2 separate regions of the Gasterosteus aculeatus genome follow, and region 1 is linked to region 2. A link is a contact called in public Hi-C data. All regions are on one chromosome and are shown on one strand. The core of a region is the stretch at or near the end of the contact, and the rest is flanking DNA. Distances in the headings are between cores, read along the strand shown. Region 1 has its middle 14 kb from the start of lrp8. Region 2 holds the start of dmrt2b (doublesex and mab-3 related transcription factor 2b).

The links. Hi-C and Micro-C count contacts between places; a contact is called where the count stands out from the background.
Region 1: a Hi-C map of blood and trunk muscle shows a contact between it and region 2, with 2.1 times the contacts expected there. The contact joins the enhancer-like site here to the promoter of dmrt2b in region 2. A contact is called at or near these places in 4 of 6 Hi-C or Micro-C datasets (blood and trunk muscle, skeletal muscle, tail fin and 1 more).

The regions. Positions count from the first base shown.
Region 1 is chr8:10,224,734-10,230,009 of fGasAcu3.hap1.1, forward strand. No RefSeq gene overlaps it. Among protein-coding and RNA genes, the nearest start is that of lrp8, 14 kb to the right of the region's middle. Within about 2 kb of position 3,203, at least 1 of the 9 cell types and tissues checked has open chromatin away from gene starts, as enhancers often do.
Region 2 is chr8:10,184,883-10,189,927 of fGasAcu3.hap1.1, forward strand. It overlaps dmrt2b (doublesex and mab-3 related transcription factor 2b), which reads right to left and starts at 1,276. Exons shown (of 3, transcript XM_040185267.2): 1 at 273-1,276. The coding sequence starts at 647.

The DNA.
Region 1 (5,276 bases), core at 1,953-4,452, 42 kb after region 2:
ATTGGCAACTGTTATTTTTATTTAGAAAATGTTTGGTTGTTGTACTGAACAAGTCATTGGTAGAAGATGGGCAATGAGCTTTGACACCCAGAGACAAGGATTTGCACTGCACACACTGAATAAGCAAGGAAATGTATTTTGTTGTCCGTTGATTTAACAATCCAAGAGAAGGATCGCAGAGAGCCGTGTAACAGACACAAGACCTGTTCCTTCTTATGTGGACCCTGGCAACCCTGATTCCCATTCCCAAAGGATGGACTGGGAATCAGGGAAAAGGTTTGTGGACCTTTTATGTCAATTCAATCAGGAGAGACAATGAAATAGCGCAAAATCTTTGCCGATTGGACTCCATCCTAAACCAGGAGGACGTGACTCTGGACTGTGACAGCAACAATATGATTGGTTTGGAGACGCACTTTCCTCACCTGATGTGACATCCATAACACGCATACATGTGTCTGACTTCAAAGACAATACTGACGCACAGAGTCATTTTCTGGCTCTCAATTTAAAGTTACTCCTCAAGCGGCAGAATGTCTCAGCAAAGCAGGATTAGCCTCCAGTCAGTTTGTCAGAAAACAATCAGCAAAACCCCAAGAACTGCAATAATAATTCCTATTTTACTTCTCTACATTTGTAGCTATGTGGTTATTAAGCACTTCAAACCTTAATTCTCCTCACCACTGGACCATTGTTGTTTTTTTATTAGTTGTAATATTTTAGTCAATAATACAACCACCTGTAAATATGTGTTATTTCTTAAACTACTACTTATTTCAAAAAGGATGTTTCCTCCATCTCTGTCAAAACATATAATAATAAGTTTATTCCATTAAGCTTTCTCATTATCTATATATATATATATATATATAGAAGCAAACATGAATGGATTTTGTCTATTCTTTTGATTCATATGAAAAAAAAAGTGTGTAAATCGACGCGAGCAACCAAGTTTACTTATATGATTAAAAACAGATTAAATCAAATGTCAGATCATTAAGCTCCAATTCTGGGGCTGATGTTTCTGTCGTCTAGCAGTGGGATTGGGGCTGGAGAGGACATGAGGGTGGATGCCTGGATCAGTGCCCTGGCTCAGTGCTAAATCCCAGCGCTCATCCCTATCAGTATGGAAGAGATGAGCAGCCCCCCCCCCCTCCACAGAAAAAGACCCAGATGCAGAGTGAGAATCAAACGTTTGAATGTGAAACAGGCTATTAGTGAACCAATAAAGGGTAAATTATGTAACATGCATGCAGATTGAGAATGTCTTTGACCGAATAAGTGTGGCTGCATAGAGATGGCACAGCGACATGCTGCAGGGGGGAATTCAAGCAACAGCTTGATCTCTGACTGCAGTCCATGCTTCAGTTTCCTCTTTCCCACCTTTGGAGGACTGCGATAACTTGGGGCCAAGCCTTAAAATGCTGCTCTGCTCTTAAGTAGCTGGCAGAGACTGAGGACAGCTGCCTGTCATTCCCTCTATACCTCTTCCTCCTTCTCCTCAGACTCTTTCCCAGTTCATATGGCCTTTCCTACTCGCTCTCTCTTTTTACTCTCCTCTTTTCAAATTGTCTCATTACCACTGGATGTAACCAGCTTCCCGGTGGCAACATGATTCCCTCCCGTGACCCCGTATCTCAGCGGGCCTCCAATCAACACATGCTTAGAGTGGAGGACCTTCCCTCTCTTTCACCCCACCCTCCATTTGTTCCCCCTCTCAGTGTCTGCATCCATCAGGGGCTGACGTAGCTTCTCATCCAGTGGGCCACTTTTTAGTAACACGTGATTAACAGCTCACTTCAAAGGTTAAAATAGTTACTGCATTACTATATCAAATTATTTATAAATCAACAAAATATATAACTGAGTAAAAAATGCGTAATATATCCCAAGGAATAAATAAATATTTATTTAAATGAATCAACTAAACAATAGTCCCCATGTTTAACCAACCCAACAACAGTGTAACAGCGTTATATTTGAGTGAATGATTTGGCAGGAGTTTACTAGTGTGCAGGAACGACCTTCTGGATGTGTTCTTTGGTGATGGAGAGGGTTGCCCGGGTTATCCAATACGGATGATAATAATATCTCATCTCACGATAGAGCTCTTCCTCATAACAACAATATTTAGTCTGTTGGTGACGGCGGCTCTAATGCTGCTCCCCCAGCAGACTACAGAGAAGTACAGAGCACTGGCCACAATAGAATGGTACAACATCTCAGACATCTTGCTGCACGCATTGAAGGATGGAAGTTTCCTCTTGGAAAAGAGTAGTTCTTGTACACGCCATTGTTGTGGTAAGAGTACAAATCTGCTGCTCCTAAAGGGTGATCGTGTTTGTATCACCTAAGAACTGCTATTTTTCTAGACACAGAACCTAATTTACTGTATGCGACACTTCAACCTGGACGTTTTAAAGCTGCAAGTATCATGCAATGCATTCATTCTGTTCAAAACACTACTACGTGTTTACAACATAGTTGCAGCAATAAAAATACCAAAGCAGGGCACGCAGTAATATGGAGCTGGAGCTATATCTGAGCCCTATATCTGTTAAAGCAGCTTAATTTGGCTTGTTCAGGCAAATAGAGGCCAAAAAAAAGTGTGACAGAAACAGATTAAATGTCGCTTTATCGGCCACGTGCAGCAGAGGACGGTGGAAATCCCCTGGTATTATTTTCAGTTAGATTGAAATCTGATTCTTGGTTTCATTTTTCTATTTGAGGTTTCATTACAGGGTGTAAATAAGTATAGATAAATACAGGACAGTGGCATCTGGCCAATAGAGGGCAATGGGACGTTGCCCCACCTGTAGCGGCCCTCCTTCAACCCCCAAAAAAGAGATAGATAAGATAAAATGAAATTATGAAAAATGTGATTTTTTAAGATATGGAATGTACCCAGTAATATTTGTAAAATATCATATCTGTACAAAATCTATGCTTTTCCTGCACGTCCTTTCTGGTTAAACGTACGCCCTGTCTTCAAGCCACTTGTTGATTAAATACCAAAATATGTGACGTACAAATTAGCCAATCAGCGTCCTTAGACAGACTCAGTCTTGGGGTAACATTGTTTTTTCCCTTGCACGTTCTCTTTGAGTAAAGTTAAGAGCACGATTTTATTTCCATTCAAGCAGACAAGACGACTGACCTATATACAGTACATAGCGTAGTGACCCTGTTCAGTGGGGCAGTGTGTTTGGACTGTGTGTCACATCACCTCTAGTAGTGTTACCAAATATATTTTGTACACAGTGCTGTTCCTGGATGTTTGGTTAACATTTTAGTTTCGCTATTCGTCCTGCTATCCACATGGGATTTAATGCTGTAAGTGTTTTGTTTAGTGTTGATGTGTTTAGTTTTGCCAGATAAATTGATCTCTCTTCCAATCAGCTAACGTTGTAGTCTGTAAATTTCCTCCATAAATGTGAATAAATTGGACTAAATACTATAAACATTTACAAAGTGCAACCTTAAAACTCTACCACGGAATGGAGTCAACACAAAACTTATAACGAAGCAATTTATGCAAATTTTCAAATCAGCTAGCACGTATTGCAGGACTCTCATTTACATCACATGCAAACACAAAACATCCATATATCATTCTCATTTTATATGGACATTCTTTGTACGTGTTCATCGAGATCAAGAACAGCTTAAACATTTTGTTGTGTTGCATGATTTTATTACTCTAATACGTTTCCATATCAGATTGGGTGTGACATTTCACGAATCAAAAGGTAATGATAATAATAATGATGATAATGAAGGAAATGATCTGGAGGCCAGAGCAGGCATTTAGACACTTCTTGATTGATCAGCTCATTGCAAACAATTGCATTTCTGTGCAATCAGATTTTTCCTTCATACACGAGCTGTCCACTGAACCAAGGTGCCAGTGTCTCCGTCTTTACTGTATATTTTTCACACTATATCCTCTTTTGAATCCCTCCAATAATAAAGCATGGACACATACGCCGCAAGAGTAAATACAGTTGTTTGAGCCAGTGGAAAAATTGCCCTATTTCAATGATGCTCAGTAGAGATACACATGCAGGCACATCTGGCATGAATGCAGAAGACTGAGCATGGAGAGTTTAAGGTGATGCTGCTATTTATAGATATTTTATTTTCTGTACTGAATCTCTCTTAATAAGGCTGCTGACTGCATAACCAAATATCAAGCATGAAGTGGATCGGTATGGTCTGTGTTGAGCATCCAGTGGCACTGATGAGTAAACTGTCTGGATTCATATTGCGAGATCTTTGTGCATGCTGTTTGCAAGAAATCATTTTTGCTGGTTAAAACATTGTCATCAAACCCCAAATACTGTTCAGTATTTGCACACAAACAAGTATTTTCTTTTTAAAAGTGGTTTGGCTCAAAGGTTGGACTGTAATAAATCCTCATTGAACATGACTTGATTTGTTTGGACAGTCGGGAAAGTGATAATGATGATGTAGTTTTATCAACAATCTTGTAGAAAAATATTTGAAGAGTTGAAGGACTATACATGCATGGTCCCAAGAGCTGCAGCGCTAAGCTCTTGGCATAGATTTAGATGGGGGTTCTGTTGGCTGCAACTTATTTATTTTGAAAATGTTAAGGGAAACAATCTCTGTGCACTCATTTAAATATCTCTCTCGGCCCCCACACTCTCTCTCTCTCTCTCTCATATATACACACACACACACACACACACACACACACACACACACACAGTGCTGCCCATTTACTTGGGCCCTCCAAACTAAAGACAAAGCCTCTGTCAAGTGGGATTTAGCAGCGACATGGGCAGCGCTGGCTGAGACTGCCAGCGACATCATTTGGAAGTGGCGCCTCTTCTGCATGAACAGGAGGGTTTATAAAAGGAGCTGGAGGAGGACATGGAGCAGTTTGATGTGTTAGACATGTTCAGTGTGTGTGTATGTGTGTGAGGGAGAACGGTAAGGAGTGTGAGTGAGTGTGAGAGAGTGTGTGTGTGTGTGTGTGTGTGTGTTCATTTAAGTGTTCCACTGCAATGATTCCTGTCCGTCTGTTTTTGAGAGTTTCAACAGGAGATAAGCCTGATGGATACCATTACAGTTGTGTGGCAGGTTTTCAATCATAATAATTACTGCAAGTGAGAGATACGGAGAGAGAGAGAGAGAGAGGAACCCACTTTCCAGGTTGCACACAATATTACATAACAATGGATGGAGACAGAGATCTGACACTGTTCTGTGTACCTGTTATATCCTCCATTCAGACACGCACCAGCATCATC
Region 2 (5,045 bases), core at 26-2,525:
AGTTGAATCATTAATCATCATTGCAAAATCAGGCTTGCAGCTTTATTTTTAACCAGAGCATAAAAATGTGATTTTGCTTTAGAAAATCCAATCTAGCGAAAGAGCACATTAGAGTTTCTATACTCTCTTATAGTCACACTTTAAATACTGTTTAAAACTCACGTCCTGCACCTCACTTTGGTACCAATATGTGCCTATTAAATAAATTAACTGCAAGTGAACAAACGCCGAGAGGACATGTTTTAGCCATCCCATCATCCTCCATCACTGACCTGCCCTTGCGCCCTCCTCACCTCCGCCGCTTGCTGCCTCCTCAGGGCGACCTGCGCCGCCATGACGCGCTGCCGCTCCACCACCAGCAGGCAGCAGTCGCAGCGGCAGTCCCTCCAGCGGCAGAAGCGTTTGTGGCCTTTCAAACACGACACGACGCCGTGGTTGCGGCAGCGGGCGCATTTGGGGCTGCGGGTCATCTGGCGGGTCGTCGGCTGGTGGCGCTCGGGAGCCGCGTCCGCTCTGTTGCGCCCTCCGTCCCCGCGGCAGACGCGCGGCGCGGCGCATCCGTCAGGGCTCGTCGCGTCTTCGGATTTGAGTGCGTCAGGTCTTGCCGTGGTCTCCAGCTGCGGGCCTGCTTCCAGCTGAGAGGACATCTATGACTGATCAAATGGGATTCCCACTTCCAATCCGCGGCGCGCTACGTCGCCGATTAATATGATCAACTCACTAAAGTAGAAGCGTTAGTTGTGCAACGAACGGCACGCGGGAATATGTTGTTTTTAGGCATAAAACGACGCAGCGGGAGGTTGATTCCGGGCTTTCAGAGAGGCGAATTCCAATTTGAGAAACCTGGAAGGTGCGGTGCGGTGCTCCGGCCCGCAGCTACATGACCGTGTTTGCAGGGAGTAAACTTTGCAGCCTGCCGCCAGACGTTTGAAATGTTGAGCGTCTCTCAGCTGACCGGGTCACAATGCCGAGCTGCCGGTGAGGAAAGATTTTAAATGGGTTTGCGACACAGCAACTCCCTCTGCCTATAAGCCTCTGAGTCCTACCTGCCTCGTCCCGCCCTGCCCACCTTCTTGGTGCTTCTCATCTTTCAAGAGATTTGGGTTCCGGCCCGACCCACATCTCCAAAGTCTTCTTGCCGAGGGTTTCCAGTGCTATTATACGTGATTATTTTAAGATTAGTGATAATATAGGCTATACGGAGAGAGAGGGCGAGGTGAACAGTAGACCTACTCATTAGGAAACGTGTCCGTAAGGATGTATATTATATGCATGTGAGCTCCGTGTTTTACCAGACTGACACGCTATGGACTCATTACGCACGCGCCTTGGGGAGAATAACCTTGTGGCGAATGAGAGAAAGACAGAGGGATAATTACATTTTCATATTATCTAATCTTCATGCTCATATTTATTCATTATACTGTTAAATAATGCAATGATGTAATGGCTCTCTTGATGTTTCCAGCATTTCATGCCCTTATATAATTTTAAAGAGCATGCATATCCACTCAAAGCAGGTTTGGATAATTGTTTTAACACAAATTTACTAAAAGTAGGTTATTAAAATCCGCACCTTTTTGAAAATGAACGTATTTGCACAGTGCTGTCAGGTATTTCCATAGATATAATAGATTGAAGCAAATGTGAATACTTGGTTCATCATTCATACATGCTGCTAGGACAAAATATTATGAATACATTCAGTGAATCCAGTTAGATGTTGGTGTGATGCTGCACTCATCTCCTAAAAATACCGCATCGTGTATTTAAAAACCTGCTGTTTCCCTGAGTCAAAATACAGCACCTTAGATTCCATCGCGATGGTATGAAAAGTGTGCTCCCTACTGGTTTAAATCTGCCACTACACCTTAGGGTAGTTCTTCCAGGAGAGCGAATCAGGGCTCACTAATTAGTCTGATTTGCATTTGGGGGAAGACATGCAAATGAGTCGGATGTGTCGTTAATGCTACCCGACGTTCTATAGCCAAACTAATCGATACTGACCACCAACCCGGAATCCCACCACCCGAGTTTGGATAACTATGATAACTATTTAATTAGTACATGTGTTATGAACAAAGCAATGCTTCAGAGAGACACACCGAGCCTGAGATTAAATGTAATACTTGCAAAGTTTGGAATTGAAAAATAAAATTGAATCACTACAAGTGTTCTTTTATTATTAACAGCATTCAAGTTGTATCACCGTGAGGCTTTTTTAATGTGAACTGTTGTGGAATATTTCAATAAACTAGTTAATCAGCGCTGAGAAGCTGAATAACATTCTCCTCACAAAAATTTAAATTAACTCCTAAAAGCACTGAAATAACAATCTTACATACATGAATAGCTCAGTAAAAAGTAAATACAAGGAAAAGAGTTCTATAATACTGCATATATTATTTTTACCCAGAAAGCTTCGGGGCTCAGATGGCGAAGGCTCAGTAACCACTGGTCTTGATCTTAGATCCTATAGTCATGGCCAGAAGTGCCCTGCCAGGAGATGTCTGCTGTCAGCTCATAAAAGGTTAAAAGATCAGATATCAAAGATGTATCTTGAGTCAGAGCCGACCGCGCCTACGAATATGATCGCCACAGTTATACAACCGATTGTGATGAGCTGATCATTTTCTATGTAATCTGGAGGTTCTGCCACAGCTCTATATTTGTTAACATTGGTTTAAATTATTAAAATAGAGTTGTACATTTTTAAATCTTTCAGATTCACAATCAGTTCGTTCCAAAAAACTGGAAATATCTTCAAATCTGTAGACCAGAGTGACTTTGAAAAAATTGAATATGTATTTTATCAACCAGATACAGCGACATGTGTCTCATCACTGTCAAGTGGAGTGTATGCATGTATAAATAGAGCAGTGGTGCAGACGGAGCACACTAGTCCACCAGCGTGCAGGTCAACTGGATGCGACATACCTCCAGTTTTCTTGGAGTGCTCCAACAAACCGTCAAAGGGAATATGGAGAAGGTGCTGAGACAATTTACTCCTATAGTGAAAGTCCTCCAGGTCAGGTGATAAAAGCAGCCGCCACACTGACCCCGTAGAGCGGGAAGCGAGGAAGGCAGTATCAAAGGAAGCTACGCCCGGGGGCTTCAATTCTCTGGGGAATTGGTAATAAGCGAAGGCCTATCACACCAAGCGCAGAATATTCTTACAATTGAAAAAATGTGAACACGTGGTGTCCTGCACACGGTGTTATTATTACATTATCTGTGATTACATATTATATCAGACATTACCGGCTATGGACTTTTTAGAACAGAGCTGTTAAGCATCAAATATATTTGCAATAGTTATTTTGGCAGGTCCACAAAATTAACATTCCTTATGTTTAAATATTTAAACACCGAGTTAAGATGAACATTTAAAATATTACACGCAATAATGTAGCAAATATAATTTTTGGCCCGGTTGGAAAACCAAATATTTTATGACAAAGTAATAATGAATAAAAAATATTGTAATAATACAAAAAATGACTTCTTAATACAAAAAATTAAGAAGTTGTAATTGTTGACAGCTAGTGCACCTACTCCCACGTGGTTAGCACCGTCGCCTCACAGCAAGAAGGTCCTGGGTTTGACTCCGCCCAGTGGCCTTTCTGTGTGGAGTCTGCATGTTCTCCCTGTGTCTGCGTGGGTTCTCTCCGGGTTCTCCGGCTTCCTCCAACAGTCCAAAGACATGCTCTGTGGATCAGGTTGATTGGTGACTCTAAATTGCCCGTAGATGTGTGAATGGTTGTGTGTCTCTGTGTCAGCCCTGCGATTGGCTGGCGACCAGTCCAGGATGTACCCCGTCTCTCGCCCGAAGTTGGCTGGATAGACTCCAGCCCCCCGCGAACCCTGTGCCAATATAAGCGGTTTGAAAATGGATGGACCTACTCCCACAACCATCTTCACATCTAGTCCTTTTGTGCAGGTGTGGCAGCATGATGCCTTCCTTCCGGAGAGGAAACCGTTCTTACTTTTATAAGTATGTCCCTGAAAAACACATAAACACAAGTTGCTGAAGGATTCAAGCAAACCACAAATGCTTTTAATTTCCAGTAGAAAAGAGTCTACGGGTGGATGAGTACTTGGCACCTAATGGGTGGGACATGCATTATGTTGTGAAGTATATTCATGCAAAGCAAGTAAGCATCCCCCTTTTGAATACACTCCGCTCTGCTCCACCGCCTGCAGTGGAAGAGCATCTCTCAAAGCCTGTTGACTCACAGACCAATTGACCGTCATGAGCAGTGACATGGTGCCGTGTCCATCTACTTTGATTTTCGTAGCAGAGATGGAGTTTGACGTAATGCTCGGCTCCCACTATCCGACCTGCCAGCGTGTCCCCCGCCATCGCCCCCCACCCCCTCCCACCCCCACCCGCCACCGACGCCCTCAATCGACTTGTGAGGGGAGTCAAACAAAACACACAAGTAGCAGACAACCTGTTAGTTACACTGAATGACAAGAGCCGTGCTCCAACTTTGTGTAATATGCTGAAGTTTAGCGAAGGAAAGGAGCTGCGAGGCAGCGCTGCGTCGTCAAACCAAAACCCTGAGCTGAATGTCAACTCACTTCAAAGAGAGTGAAAAAAAAGGGCCTCTTGGCTGCACAAAGGCTTTTGCACCTTTATCCACCTACTTCCAAAGAGCATGGCAGTTATCAGCGTAAGGCAGAGGCTATTAAGCTGACAGTTTTTCCAAGGGGGGTTTAACCTGCACCGTAGAGAGTATTTGAGTCTGTCAAGCCTGTTAAGATGGAACAAAAGCTTGCTTGGATAAATGCACTGCCAACCTCATCATACCAGACACAATCGCGTTGTTGTTTTGGTAAATATTAGTTTTGATAGGCAATGTGCAACATTCCTGTTTCTTTGTGCAACAACTCAAACTGTCTGAGGACCAGTTACATCAGCCAGTGGGGACTCTGTGTAATCTCTTACCTTAAGGTTACTCAGAGGAACATTCTCAACCTAATGCTTTAGTTTTTTTACATGTTTTATTACTGAATTAAAATATACTCAGGTTTGGACAACA